5 separate regions of the Mus musculus genome follow, and all the other regions are linked to region 2. A link is a contact called in public HiChIP or PLAC-seq and promoter capture Hi-C data. All regions are on one chromosome and are shown on one strand. The core of a region is the stretch at or near the end of the contact, and the rest is flanking DNA. Distances in the headings are between cores, read along the strand shown. Region 1 holds the start of Cct6a (chaperonin containing Tcp1, subunit 6a (zeta)). Region 2 holds the start of Sfswap (splicing factor SWAP). Region 3 has its middle 65 kb from the start of Gm34145. Region 4 has its middle 90 kb from the start of Gm34145. Region 5 holds the start of Sumf2 (sulfatase modifying factor 2).

The links. HiChIP or PLAC-seq counts read pairs in DNA pulled down with a chosen protein or histone mark. Capture Hi-C pulls out chosen DNA fragments and counts their contacts.
Region 1: a contact with region 2 is called in an H3K4me3 HiChIP or PLAC-seq map of embryonic stem cells, with 19 read pairs. The contact joins the promoter of Cct6a here to the promoter of Sfswap in region 2. A contact is called at or near these places in 1 of 484 Hi-C or Micro-C datasets (CD8 T cells), 7 of 115 datasets of contacts at active chromatin or transcription factors (the 230-238 cell line, the SCID.adh cell line, effector CD8 T cells and 3 more) and 3 of 9 other capture datasets (adipose tissue, liver and pancreatic islet).
Region 3: an H3K4me3 HiChIP or PLAC-seq map of embryonic stem cells shows a contact between it and region 2, with 13 read pairs. The contact joins the enhancer-like site here to the promoter of Sfswap in region 2. A contact is called at or near these places in 2 of 39 promoter capture datasets (cranial neural crest and embryonic stem cells), 9 of 115 datasets of contacts at active chromatin or transcription factors (embryonic forebrain, embryonic hindbrain, embryonic stem cells and 2 more) and 3 of 9 other capture datasets (embryonic stem cells, liver and pancreatic islet).
Region 4: an H3K4me3 HiChIP or PLAC-seq map of neural tube shows a contact between it and region 2, with 2.9 times the contacts expected there. The contact joins the enhancer-like site here to the promoter of Sfswap in region 2. A contact is called at or near these places in 4 of 39 promoter capture datasets (cranial neural crest, embryonic stem cells, hippocampal neurons and 1 more), 1 of 484 Hi-C or Micro-C datasets (nephron progenitors), 15 of 115 datasets of contacts at active chromatin or transcription factors (craniofacial prominence, embryonic basal ganglia, embryonic forebrain and 6 more) and 4 of 9 other capture datasets (adipose tissue, embryonic stem cells, liver and 1 more).
Region 5: a promoter capture Hi-C map of liver shows a contact between it and region 2. The contact joins the promoter of Sumf2 here to the promoter of Sfswap in region 2. A contact is called at or near these places in 4 of 39 promoter capture datasets (cranial neural crest, liver and pre-B cells) and 1 of 9 other capture datasets (liver).

The regions. Positions count from the first base shown.
Region 1 is chr5:129,785,986-129,788,750 of GRCm38.p6, forward strand. It overlaps Cct6a (chaperonin containing Tcp1, subunit 6a (zeta)), which reads left to right and starts at 1,371. Exons shown (of 13, transcript NM_009838.2): 1 at 1,371-1,590; 2 at 2,249-2,312. The coding sequence starts at 1,454. Psph (phosphoserine phosphatase) reads right to left here and starts at 1,268. Exons shown (of 8, transcript NM_133900.4): 1 at 970-1,268.
Region 2 is chr5:129,499,839-129,502,538 of GRCm38.p6, forward strand. Sfswap (splicing factor SWAP) reads left to right here and starts at 1,393. Exons shown (of 18, transcript NM_172276.3): 1 at 1,393-1,758. The coding sequence starts at 1,541. It overlaps Gm40332 (a long non-coding RNA gene), which reads right to left and starts at 1,388. Exons shown (of 3, transcript XR_868547.2): 1 at 1,264-1,388; 2 at 682-716; 3 at 412-510.
Region 3 is chr5:129,241,985-129,244,684 of GRCm38.p6, forward strand. No RefSeq gene overlaps it. Among named protein-coding and RNA genes, the nearest start is that of Gm34145, 65 kb to the right of the region's middle. Within about 2 kb of position 1,362, at least 8 of the 459 cell types and tissues checked have an H3K27ac peak or open chromatin away from gene starts, as enhancers often do. A contact at or near this core is called in embryonic stem cells, where this site is marked.
Region 4 is chr5:129,216,288-129,218,987 of GRCm38.p6, forward strand. No RefSeq gene overlaps it. Among named protein-coding and RNA genes, the nearest start is that of Gm34145, 90 kb to the right of the region's middle. Within about 2 kb of position 1,439, at least 26 of the 459 cell types and tissues checked have an H3K27ac peak or open chromatin away from gene starts, as enhancers often do. A contact at or near this core is called in neural tube, where this site is marked.
Region 5 is chr5:129,845,661-129,848,431 of GRCm38.p6, forward strand. It overlaps Sumf2 (sulfatase modifying factor 2), which reads left to right and starts at 1,330. Exons shown (of 9, transcript NM_026445.2): 1 at 1,330-1,426. The coding sequence starts at 1,336. Cct6a (chaperonin containing Tcp1, subunit 6a (zeta)) reads left to right here. Exons shown (of 13, transcript NM_009838.2): 13 at 88-783. The coding sequence ends at 160.

The DNA.
Region 1 (2,765 bases), core at 121-2,620, 290 kb after region 2:
GAAAACATTACACTAGCATACTTACTGCAGCCAGAAGAGCAGAGGTTTGGGAATAACTAAATGTCAGCCATGTGACTGGTTGTTTCTCTTTCCTTTTTAAATTTCCTGTATTCAGGACCTTTGTACCGGTTAAACCGGCACTCATCCTCTGAGCTACATACCCTATAGTTCTGTTTTCTTTAGACAGGGTCTTCCTATGTAGCCACGGCTGGCCTGGAACTTGCTATGCAGACCAGGCTGGCCTTGAACTCACAGAGATCTGCTTGCCTCCCGTGTTGTGACTATGCCTGGCTCTGTATAGTAGAAGAATAAGAATTTTTCTTTCCTATCAAAATGGCAAAGCCTTCAGTATATATAGCTCAGTGGAATACGTCCAATGGCATTACGAGTTGTCATCTGTGTGGAGAAGTGATTCATATTCATATACATGTTTAAAAATTCAGTACGTATCTATATGTTAAGTGCTCAACATACAGACAGGAAAAACACTTATACGCTTAATATTATTTTCTTTTTAAAAAAATGTTTAAAAGAATGCTTTCAAAGACTGGGCACCACTGTCCAGCCATTAGTTGTTAGTTTTTAGCAGGCTTAGTAGCTCATACCACTTTGGAAGTTGAAGCAGGACTGCTACGAGTTAGAATACCAGTCCGTGTTAGACAGTTCGTGGTCTAGCTGGGACATAGAATGAAACAAGGATTACTATTTGTTTCATTATTTTAAAAAAATTAAAACAAAATCCATTTTAGTTTTCAAGCTGCCTCAATGACCTGGGCCCTAAGAACAGACTGATCCTGAGTCTCCTCAACGCCCATCGCACCACTCCTAAAGCCATCTAGTACTTTCTACCTAGCGTAGTCCTCCCGTCAACCTCCGGGGTCTTAAAACGACCAGGGTACAGGGGAAGGCTCCATTTTCTGTGCTCCCCAATTTACGGATAAAACAGGCAAGGAAAAAAAAAAAATGAACCTGGGAAATCTCGCGAGAGTGTGAGGGAAGCATCCCGGAGTCCAGTAGCTAGAGACACCCTGCAACTAGAGGCCGACGCCTCTGCTTCCTGTCACACCCAGTCGAGTGCAGAGGCCGAAGCATCCCTCACACACGACCTGCAGGGCTTTTCCTGCACCGCGGAGCCGCGCAGCCTCCACGCTGCAAACTCTTAAAAGCGCCGAACCGTGACGCTGGGGGGCGAGCACAACGGAACCTTAAGATCCAGAGTGCCGATGACGGGAGAACCAGTTTCTCAGATGCGCAATGACGTCGCAACTGGGCGTGGTGGGCGGGTCTTAGAGAGACCAGCGTTGGATTAAGCCAATCAGCGGGCGGCAGGAGGGTCGCCACCCAATGGAGGTGCTCTGTGGGCACGCCGGGGGCGGGCCGGGTGCGTAAGACTTTTCGAGAAGACCCCGCAGAGAGCACGTTGTTCTCGGCCTCTCCCGGAGCTAGGCCAGCCATGGCGGCGGTAAAGACCCTAAATCCGAAGGCCGAGGTGGCCCGGGCCCAGGCAGCGCTGGCGGTGAACATCAGCGCGGCTCGGGGCCTGCAGGATGTTCTGAGGACCAACTTGGGGCCTAAGGGCACCATGAAGATGTAAGCCCGGGCTGGCGGGAGGGCGGGCCTGGCGGCTCGATGGCCGCAAACTCGAGTCGCTGCCTCCAGGCCTTCGCGCTAGCGTTTTCTTTCTCCCATGTCTGGGCTGCATCCCATCCAAACCCCCCGAATCCGCGCCTTTCGGGGTTGGCATTTGCACCTATTTCTTATAGAGGAAGAGAGTGGCGTGTGCAACCTTCCCGAACCCAGCCCCGGGCCCCGAGTTTACTGGGATGTAGGAGTAAAGTCCAAATTTCAGGGGATCTGTTTTTGTTACCTCGTTAGCTAGCAAATGAATAAAGTTCACTGAGACATAGCGCTTGGATTTTTTTTTAATTAGTCTTAATTCACTCTCTTTTCTCGCCTCTCGTATCCGTTCCTCAAATTGCGGTTGCTTTGGAGTCGTATATTTCATAGCCTCCTTTGGTTCCCTTTACACCTCATTCTTTTTTGTGGGAATTTTCTTTATGTATTTAGTTGAGATCGGGTCTGACTGATAAGTTACGGCTTGTCTGGAACTCCCTGTGATTCACTTGCCTTCAAGAGGGGATGGGGGATATACATTACCTCCCCTTGGCTGCTTTGTGGAATTCTTACTTGTTTTGTTTTAATTAGAAAAAGTCACATCCTTGCTCATCAATTCCTTCCCATTTGGCAGGCTTGTATCTGGTGCTGGAGACATCAAACTTACTAAAGATGGCAATGTGCTGCTTCATGAAATGGTAAGAGGCTGCCGGGCTGGGTTTAAAAAAAAATTTTTTTTTTTGACCTCTTGCTCCATTTGAGGTGAATAAAATTCTTCATCAGGTCATCATGTCTTTCAGGCAGAAATATAGGAAGTGCTTTAGTGGGTGAGGAACTCTGTCAAATGTGACACATGTGTTTGGATCCTTGGGTTTTTTGTTTGTTTTGGGGGGGTCTACTTTGTAGTCTGGGCTAAAATAAAAAATTGTATAAAAGAATATTGTTATCTCTACTTTAGCTAAATATTGTACCACATAGCTATAATCCCGGCACTCAGCCAGATCTCTTGAGTTCAAAACCAGGTAGAGCTACATAAGCATAGTGAGACCTTGTCTCAAAAACAGGGCAATGGGAAAGAAAACCAAAAAATAAATGCTCATCTTTCCACTCAACTGCAGGAGAAATGAAAATCTTACTTTTGTTTGTTTAAG
Region 2 (2,700 bases), core at 143-2,642:
GAGCACAAGGATTATAAGCAATCGCCATCACACCCAGTACTTTTTGCATGGGTTCTGGCAATCAAACTCAGGTGCTCATGTGCGTAAGGCAAGCACTTATCAACTGAGACATCTCTGCTGGTGTGTGTGTGTGTGCGCTGAGTTACTTTACATTAAAAAAAAATCATTAAATGAATTTTGGCTTGAGGTTAAGACAAAAATTCCAACCGTTTCTTTTTTTTTTTTCCCAACTGTTTCAAAAGTAGACACAAACATTTCTGCAAAGCAACCTTCTCCACATCATAACTATTTTACTTAGTATTCGTTCTGGTGTACTATGTACATGTCTGTATGTGTGTGTGCACGTGTGTACACAAATGCATATGGAGGCCAGAGGTCAACATCAGTTGTTTTTCTAAATCACTATCCACTTTTTAAAAACCTAAGTTATTTGGGGAGGGAGGGGGGTGTCCGTGGCTGAGAAGTTCTTCTCTCCTTCCATCCAGTCGGACTTGATCTAACTCGAGTCGCCTACACATATACACACAAAATAAGTAAAAATTAAAAAAAAAATTAAAGTTAAATGTCACCCCGGGGCACTAAGCAAGACCCTATCTTGAAACTAAAACAAAAAGGGCTGCAGATATAACTCAATGATAGTGTTTTACCTAGCAATGATATAACTCAATGATAGTGTTTTACCTAGCAATGGTGAGGCCCTGGGTCCATGTTCAGAACTGAAAGGGGGAAAAAGAAAATCAAGCATCTGGGTCAGACACCAGAAAAAACTGCAGCCCTGCAGACCTCACGTCGATAATACTAGCATCTTAACTGAGCTAGGACAGTCAGAGTTCGAGTCTAATTTGGATCACAGTGACATCCTGTATTTTAAAAAGGGAAAGGGAAAGAATCTGCTCCCCAGAAGGAAACAACCCGTAGCGCTGTCTCCTAGCTGGAGTCTTTCTCCGCCACTGAAGCCCGTAGCCACTGAAAGCCCGCCACTCCGAATATTTAGGGCTCACAAGTCCTGGAAACGCCCTCAGTCAGGCGGCCAGGGCTAGGCTTCCTAGTGATCTAAAAATCGGGCTGTTAGAAAGGAGCAAACTGTCTCACTAGGACGGCAAAGACGCGTTCCCAACAAGATCCCCACTTGTCTCCACACCTGGCGGCCGCCCTCCAACGACAGTAGAAGTTGGCGCGCGGCCACCAACCGCGCTTTCGTCACATCCTAGGAGGCCTCCAAAAAATGGCAGAAATAAATTTCTTTCCATAAACACAACTTACCATCGCAAGATCAAGTTGGACAACGAAAACTAACATCTACTTAATTTTTTAGCGGCTCAAACAGCTTGCGGACGTGGCGAATCTACCACTCTCACCTCCGGAAAGAGCGGGTTTCCTACCGGAAGTTGCGTCTCCTCCATTTTGTGGCTCGCTATGGCGGCTGTGTTGAAGTTGCGAAGAGGATGCGGCGCCTGTGACTGAGTGGGTAGGCCAGGCGAGGCATCGGGGACGTTGTTCGGCCCAGCAGCAGACCGTCCCGGACGTCGGGGACGCTGTCATGTACGGTGCCGGCGGGGGCCGTGCCAAGCCGGAGAGGAAAGGCGGAGTGAAGGAGGAGGCCGGGCCGGGCGGCACCGGCACTGGGGGCAACCGGGTGGAGCTTCTGGTTTTCGGCTATGCCTGCAAGTTGTTCCGCGACGACGAGCGGGCTTTGGCCCAGGAACAGGGACAGCACCTCATCCCCTGGATGGGGGACCCCAAGATCCTCATCGACAGGTCGGTTCCTCCCCCCACCCGTCGACCCTCCCCTCCCTCGCCCGCTTGATTTCGCCTGATGTTGACTTGATGGCCGGGACCGAAAAAGGGGGTTTTGCGGAGCCCGGGGACTCGGGGGGCCTCCCTGCCCCCCACGTTCCCCGGCGTCCGGGGGGAGGGGACGGTGAAACCGGCCCTAAGGCTCCGGCCAGAGCTGGCGCCTCCCCGTCGCCGGAGGGATCGACTCTGCTCCCACAACCCCTCGAGCCCGGGCTGCCGCTGGCGACTCAGCGCGGGTGGAAGCTGTCCGGGGCCCGCCCGCCCGCGCCGTGGGGCGGGTGCCGCTGTCCCTCCGCTGGCTGTGCGGGGAGGGAGTCCGGGAGTGCGCTTTTGTTCCTCCGAAGCGCCGCACGCCGAGGCCCGTGGGTAGAAGCTTCTTTTGGACCCCCCAACCCCGTGAGGTAGCCTGAACCGTCTCTGGCCGGCTTGACTTTTGGCGTCCGGGCGAGCCCTTCCCCGCGGTTATTGCGACCATTTGCCCAACCGCGGTAGTGGGTGAAGTTGCTGTCTTGTTGGAAGCCGGTCGACCCGTGCGGACCTTGCTCTTAGGGGGTAGCGTTCTTAGAGCTGGTTTCACTGTTTTCTAAAGCCGAAGGGTGGAGCTGGGTTTATACCTTTGTGTTGGTTCTTTTCAAATCACACCCACTGAAGGGTGCCTGGAGTTGAGGGTAAAGGGGTGGGAACGTGAATTTCTGATGGTGTTTGATTTGAAAAGGATGGCATTACATGATTGGGTGTTTTGCTCCCCACCTCTCTCCTCATTTTTTCCATCTCTCTTTCTTTCTCCACCATCCCGGGTTTGGGTATTTGTCCTTCCGTTGGGCGATATTGCTTCTGGGCCCAGGACTAACTGTGAGCAACCATTAAGCTGTGGCGTGGTTTTCTCCAAGTGAAGTAAACCCA
Region 3 (2,700 bases), core at 112-2,611, 260 kb before region 2:
AGCATGACGGGAAACCGCTCTTGGCTGGAAGCAGAGGAAGCCCCAGCAGGATGTGGATAAGGTGGCTTTGCCACCGTTATTCGGAAGTGTTTATGAGGTGACAAGCCTGAAGACGGCTCAGGGTGAAACTTCAGCACCCTGAGGCACATGAAGCCCAGGCAGCCCCCTGCAGCTCCGATAAGCTGGGAGCATAGGGCCAGGTTCTCACTCTGCCAGGCTTCTGTTGGCCTCTGGAGGTTGGATCTCTCAGGAGGCTCCTGGAGATGCAGATCTTGTGATGTCACCTAGCAGTGACCTCGAACCTCAGTATCTTCCACTGACCACGTGCCACTCACAGCCTACTGAGCTGCCCACATTTCCTGGAGCCTTTGCTTCTGTGTTCTAAGCCCCAAAGGACAATTCTTGGCTCCCTTTCCCAGGAATTAGCAAATCAAAGGGTATGCTTCACAGGGTCTTTAATTCCCTCTTCCTTGGAGGCCAAGGAGATGCAGGAAGGAGTGCCCGGTAGAGCTTCATTTAAAACCTCAAGGTCAAGCTCACAGAGACCCTGCCCATGGTGCTGGTTGCTACAGTTTCAAGGGCAAAAAGCCCAGGTCTCACATCAGAGCTTGCTTTAAACAGTCTGGGAGTCAGGGCTGCCTTGCTATTCCTGTGAAAGATGTAACCTTGATTCCTCCTCTAGTAATAAAATGTTCCCAGGACCTCAATGGCGGCTGAAAACAACCGGGGCAGATGCTTAAAACTCCCCCCCCCCAACCAACTGGGGAGGTGACTCAGCTTGTAAAGAGCTTGCCTTGCATGTGAAGGGCCTGAGTTTGGTCCTCAGGGCCCATGTAAAATGCCAGCTGCATGAGGCATGTGTACTTGCTCTCCTGACACAGAAGAGGTGGAGAAATGTAGGTTCCTAGGCTGTGGAGCCATTGAGCCTAGCCTACTTGATGACTCCAGGGTCTCAATGAGAGACCCTGCCTCAAACAAACAATGCAAACTACACCAGAGGAATGGCAGCTCAGGTGTTGTCTGGCATCTCCTTGTACATGGACATACATGTACACATGAACCTGTATGTACACACACACACACACACACACACACATATGCATCTTACACACAAACGCTTCCAGGATCTTCCAGTTCACCCCCAGAAACCTGCTAACCTGCTGGTCTAGCCATGGCTAAGGAAGTGAACTGGATCATAGCCACATTGAAAGAAGCCTTGGTCACAGAAGATGAAGAATCCCAGAATTGTAGATTCCAAAGCAGTTTTGCATGTGAGACAATAAGCAAGAGCAGGTGACACTCCAGGCACAGTCTGGGAGTGTCAAACATCAGCCCTCCAGGGGACTCATTAATGAAAGGGGGACTTAGCACAAGTATTTCGTGCCACAAAGAACCGCCCCAGGCCGGGAGGGACCTCCCCCCACCTCTCACCTGCATCACTTTCATTGTGGCCTGTTGTGGATGCCACACGATTTTGCCTGCCTGGCATCTTGTTCCAAGTCTTGAACTAAAATCCTGATATTGCTTTGGGCAGCTCCGCTGTCCCCATCCAATCACCCGCTGCCACCCCTCTGCCTTGTCCTCGGGGCTGCATAGCCATAGCCTCCCCCTCAAAGGAAAAGTGGGACACGGAGAGATTTGGAGCAGGCGCTTCTGAGATCTGAGCAGCCTGCCCAGGTAAACAGGCATGTTGGGCCAATTGAGAACAGATCAAGTAAATTAAGTAGACCCAGTCCCCAGCATGTAAACTTCCCCAGGAGGGTGATGTCACTATCCCTCGGGGGTGCTTCTTCTCCCCTTAGCTATAAAGAGAACATCTTGAGGGCCCCTCCTGGTTTCTGTCACCAGCTCAGAGCTGCAATTGCTTGCCAAGGGCTCTTTTCACCTGAGCCAGATGCTCTCTCTGAGCGCTGCAGAAACCTCTTTCTCTTAATAAAACGTCTCAATTGCTATGTCCAACCGTATGTCTCTGGTGCAATTCTTTGTCGGGGGACACAATCACCTGGAAGCTTGAGCAGATGCCCGGGGAGTCAAATAGACATCTATCACCATACCCAGCTGCAATCCCTTTTATCTACCTTGCTCAGAGTTTCTGACCTGGCCCCTTAAATTAACCCTTGAGTTCACCTTAATCCCATTGTTTGTTCTCACTTAACAACATGGTCCCACACTCCGGTGTGCATGACCCTGTACACAGGACATGAATGACTTCCTGGATACTTCTTACACTCCTGCAGGGACTTTGCATCTTTAGTGGCCCTCAGGCCTCCTAGGGGATCCCAGCAGAGCCCCAATATTAACTTCTACCTTCTCCTTTCCTCAGCATTGACAAGAGAATAAAATCCTCATCTGCGACCTGCTTAAATGTTGTGTGTCCTCAGGAGGAAAAGAAGAAAGAGTAAGGGATGGAGAATAAAGGGATGGAGGTGAAGTAGGGGGGAAAGGCTGCCACAGTCAATAGTCTCCCCCAGCAGGGTAGAAAAACCAAATTCTCATGTCTGGTCCTCAGCCAGTGCCTGTGGTAGCCGCACTCACTTCTACATGCCAGATCTATTCATCAGCAGCTTCAGGAGGCGACAGGGGACACGACCTGGGTGTGTCCCAGAGCCACACCAAGCAGGATGCCTTGCTCTTCAAGCAAGTCCTTTTCACAGCAGAGGCCAAGTGCAAAGAACCACAGACATGAGCGGGGCTTTCTCC
Region 4 (2,700 bases), core at 189-2,688, 280 kb before region 2:
ACTAGTTCTACTGTGTTTACTCCTGATCCTTACCAATCATTCTTTGAAAATTTCATGTATATTTCATTCTTGCTTTGAAGACCCCTGGAGAAATTGACAAAGCTCCACAGTGGTGCTTGGCTCGCCACCAAAGGAGATTCTCTAGGATGGCGATGGGAAGGGGAGTCTCCCAGGAGAAGAAACCAGGAAATCAAGGCTCAGAGTGGGAACCCAGGGGAGGCAGCGGAGCTGCTGCAGGGAACAGGGTAGGGGATGGGGGTGGGCAGCGGTGTTGCCAGGAGATAGCCTTTTGCCTTTGTAGAGAGGGAGTAAAGATAATATCAGGTTTTATTGAGAGGTCTATGAAAGAGACTCTGGTTGTTTGATTTCTTTCTTTTTTTTTAAAGGCATTTTTCTGGACATAGGTTGCACACAAGGTTACATGCCAGAAGGGGCCTCAGGTATTCATTTAACCTCCGTCTGTCTGTGCTTAGAAAGCTAACGTCATCTCCAGTGCTTGAAAGCTGAGAGCTTTGGCCTAGAATTCCTATTCCTAATTTTCTTTGACATCGGGCCCTGTTCTCACTGGCCATCATTGAGAGATACAGAAGACCCCTATACACTTCGAAGGGGACCAGCTCCGTCAACGTCTGTCCACTGTACCCCAGAATCCCACATCTGAGGCACTCACTACATATAGACTCAAGTTCAGTGGTGAACCTCTGGAAGCTGTTAACCTTGGGAAGATTGAGCTTCTAGTAGGCTATGGTGGATGGAGAAGCACCCATGGGGTCATGGGACACCTTGTGTGGGGGAATGGAGTCAGGACAACCTCAGCTCCACTCCACTCCTGATGCTGTGGTTGGCAGAGTAACAGTCCCTTAGGTGTTCACTGGAATCCCCAGAACCTGAGCATGTCACCAGTCTGGGGAAAGATACTGTGGGACTGGATCCAAGAAGGAGCTTGGAGGACCCAGGGTGGGGCAGCATCAATCACCACATGACTCCATCTGGAAGGATAATTGCCAGGTAGACCGCCCCCAGTGAGCTAGAAGGAAGAAACAGCTTTGAGGACAGAGATGTAAGCTACAGGGAACACGGGACCCAGCAAGTTGGTAAAGCCTCAACTGGCAGCCATAGGGGAAGAGGGACCTCAGCGTTAAAGCCACAAGCACCCAATTCTCCTACACCCTGAGGGCTTCCCCTCAGATCTCCAGAGAGGCGAGCAACCCTGAGCTATGACCTATGTGTCCGATTTCTGACCCATAAAACAGGGAGAAACCTCTGAGCCGTGACGTGAGAGGTCATTTTTGAGGTCGGAGATGTGGGAGGCCGCGTTTCTGAACGCAGAGGAAAACTGCTCCGAGCTGGTAGCATTCATTGTCAGGGGCGGGGCTGACCTTGAGATTGACAAGAGTCAGGCAGGAGAAGGGCGTGTCCAGGAGGGACCAGCACAGCATTTTGCAGAGTCCTGACAGGCGCATCAGATGAGCAAGGGCCTCGTGAGGGAGTCGCCCCCCCACCAACCCCCTTGCAGGACCGATGCTGCCATTTGTAAACAAACTTGGTGGAGACCCAGCACAGAAAGCTCTTGGATCTGCTAGAGTGTTTTCGTTGCTAGAGTGTTTTTGGTTTTGGTTTTTTTTTTTTTTTCCCTGTTACGATTACCATGTTTTGTGCCTTTCCCATCCCGACTGTGAAAACCATACATCTGAAGATTGATTTTGTTAAGAAAACTGCTCTTTATGATCTGGGCTTTCACACATTCACAGGCGCTCCCGAGGGCCATTTATCCTCTCGCTGGCAGGGCTGAGCCACACACCATCACTTACAGAGCAGCGGGGAATTCCTCTTTGTCATCTCAGGTGCAGGAGTGAGTCCCAGAACATTGTCTGCATCCTGTGGGGAGAGGCACTGTCCTTTCTGGAGCCCATATGGATTTCATGATGACAGCCTGTGTCCAGGACAAGACTTAGCTGGGTGGAGCCTGGAACTTTGCTCCCCGCCCCCCCCCCCCCCCCCCCGTCCTCCCCCTCACCATTGGCTTCTATGACTGCACCAGGGCCAGACCTCTCTTGTGTGGAGTTTGAGCACAAGAACTGGGCTAAGTTCTGTGAATTAAACTCAGGTGGCAGAGATTCAGGGGAGGCAGAGGCAGTGAGATATGACAGGGTGACATCTGCTCCGCCAGAATCCCAGCTGGAGGCTAATTTGACTCCATCTAAAATATTTTGAATTCTATTTCCAGATAATTAATGCTTTCTCATCCGTGTGTCACATCTCAGCTGTGTCCCTTGGTGTCCAGCCTCACCACTGGCATCTCCTTTGCATCTCGGCGAGAAAGCCACAGTCCCCAACCCCATGTCTGGGAGGTGAAGCCACAGCAGCCGCCCTCCTGCCCCCCAGTGCCTGGGCCTTCCTAAGATAATAGTGAGCTGGGTTATAGGGGCAGGAGACAAAGGGGTAGTTCCTCCCATGGGGGAGGGGCAGGCCCAGCTGTAAGGGCGCTCTGAGGAACTGGAGTTCATTGCAGTAGCTACCCAGGCAAGGAGATGCTCTCCGTAACAGAGTGCAGTTTAACAAGGTTGAAAACAGAACGGAGGCTTTGGACTCCACGGTCCAGCTGGACCCGCTAGATTAGGATCACACTGCCAACACCCACAGACACAAGCCCATGTGGAGCACTGCCCAGGACAGACCTTTGTTTTTTGATTTGTTTCA
Region 5 (2,771 bases), core at 80-2,579, 350 kb after region 2:
TGTACACGATCATGGCGGCTCGCGGGCGGGCGGCAGACACAGCAGTTTGGGTTGATAGCTCATCTGTCCTCTCTTCCTCCTTTTCAGTACTGTGATCGCCACCAACATTCTCCTGGTCGACGAGATCATGCGAGCTGGGATGTCCTCTCTGAAGGGTTGAGGCCTGCCTGTGATACTACAGGATGTTGGGGGGAATGGTTATTTTTGTCCAAGCTTCAAGTGATTTGGAAAAAAATTTTCTCTTCCTGATTGGAGAAAAGAAACGGGACATTTGACACCTATTCAAATTATACTGTAAAATTTTATTTTATTTTTGCCTTGAGTATCTGAAGACACTCAAAGCAGCTCTTTTTCAACCCACTGAACAAGATGTTTTAGCTACACCGATACAAAAATTACATAAGATAAGCATGTTGTCTACCCTTGTTCCGTAAGTGTTCTTTGAAAGTTTGTAATGGTTTTCTCCTAAATAAGGCATGGTGACACATGCCTGTAAGCCTAGCCCTTTGGAAATAGTCCGGAATTTCTATGCCAACTCAGGCTACAGGAGACCCCAGGTCGAAAGAATAATTTGTTGTGGATGTATTTGAAATTATCCAGCCAACTCCCTGTTAAACATGTAAGATCCTTGCCAGTGTAAAACACATCTGGGTAATTTATGGGTTTCATAATGTCTAATAAATACTTAAAGAGTGAAGCTACTGGATCATTCACACTTGAAATGACTGAAAATGCTTCAGAAAAGCTAATAAAGCCAAGTTACTCCGTGGAGGCTGGAAGGTCAGAACTCTGCCACCCAACTTCCAGACATGGGAACACAAGAGGCTGAGAGAGTTACACATTTAACAGCCAAAAGGACGGTTGTTGAAGAATAAGGGTTTGGGTGAAACAAGATTTTTTAGGCTATTTTCTATCTTGGTTTTGCATCATACCTGTAACAGCTTATCTCTTTGGTTTTCATGTACTTGATTTTATGTGTGATACTTGGGGAGAGGGGCTGGCTCCGTATTCCACAGTGAGTGAGTGAACAGCTCAACTGAATAGAGGAAAATATCTGGGTGGAGAGTTGGCTCAGCTACGTACTACTGGTTCTCACAGACAGGCAGTTAGTGCCCAGCACCGTGGGCAACTTCTAGCCAGCTGAGACTGCAGCACATTGGACCTGCAAGGGTGTTAACATCACACAAAAGCAGTCAGATAAAATCAGAGTAGGATGGGTGTGGGCCTGTGTTCATTCATGGGCGGGCCTGACAGGCAAGCTCCCAAGGAGCGCCCTGCCATTGGTCACTGAGTCAGTGCGAGTGCGCAGGCGCGAAGAAGCGCCCGAGCAGACGCATGCGCTCTGAGTTCTGGTTCCCCAGCATGGGTTCCTTGCTCCCTCCGGTGTTGCTGCTGTGGCTCCTGTCCTGCCCCAGGCTTCAGCTAGGTCAGTGTGTGGCTCTGTGCCTATATCACCCTTATCCTTGAACACCTGAAAGTGACTGTATCCTGCGCTCTAGATGCTACCCTAACCTCGGAGGGGGTTTGCAGGGTCTCGGGCTACTTGCTGGGGCTGGCCATCATGAAACTGCACTTTTTCTTTTTTTTTTTCTTTTTTTGAAGCAGGGTCTCTTCTGGTATTCAGCCCTGTCTGGGGCGTTGGGAGTAAGGCATTCTGATTTTCCTTTTCTCCATTTCCATGTCTTGAGCTGGTGCACTCGTGTGACTCGTAGCTTTTATTTGTAGAAAGCTTTGAAAGTTAAAGATACGCTTAAGTCACATACATAGTAATCGGATACTCAAAATGTTGTTTAAATGCACCTTTTATCTCTAGTTACTTTTGGATTCAGTTTTTCTTAGGATATTTTATGTGTATGAGTGTTTTGCAACCTCGTATATAGGTGCACCACGAGGGTGTCTGGTGCCGGCGGAGGTCAGGTTGGATCCCTACAACAGAAGAAACATGGTTATAAACCACTGCTTGGGTGCTGGAGACTGAAAACGGAGCGTCTTCGAGAGCAACAGGAGCTCTTATATACTAATATCCTATTTTATTTTATACTTGAGGCAGAGGCTCAACTATGTCGCCTTGTCTGGCCTGGAACATAGACCAGGCTAACCTCAAATTCATAGAGATTCAAGCACTCTCTCAGCTAAGCTACGGCGCAGAGGCCCCTTGTTTAGGGGTTTGGTTTTTTTTTTTGGGGGGGGGTGAGGGTGGGTTATTTATTTATTTAATTATTTATTTATTTATTTTGGTATAAAGGTCTTGACTGTGTAGCCCTAGCTTGTCTTGAGCTTGTGATCTCCAGCGACAGCTTCTTTAGAATTGGGATTATAAGGCATAAAATATGGTCTTAGATTGTAGTTTGTTATGTGACAGAATCTCACTATGTAGACCAGGCTGGCCTCAAATCACAAAGATCCATCAGTTTCTGCCTCTGTATGCTGGGGCTTAGAGGTGTCCACTTTTTATGTATGTGTTTGTGTGCCGTGAGTGTACAGATACTGGCAAAGGACAGAAGATTTAACCTGGTCCTTAAAAAAAATTTAATTTTGGCTTTTAGAGACAGAGTTTCTCTGTGTATCCTTGGCTGTCCTGGACTCATTCTGTAGACCAGACAGGGCTCAAACTCAGAGAAATGCCTGCCTCTACCTTCCAAGTGCTGGGATTAAAGGGCCACCACTGCTCAACCCTAAAAATATTTTTTAAAATGTTAGTTTGTTAAATTACAATCAAACTACAGTTTATATTGCAGCTTGATATTTCATTCCCCTTTAATTTGAGATCT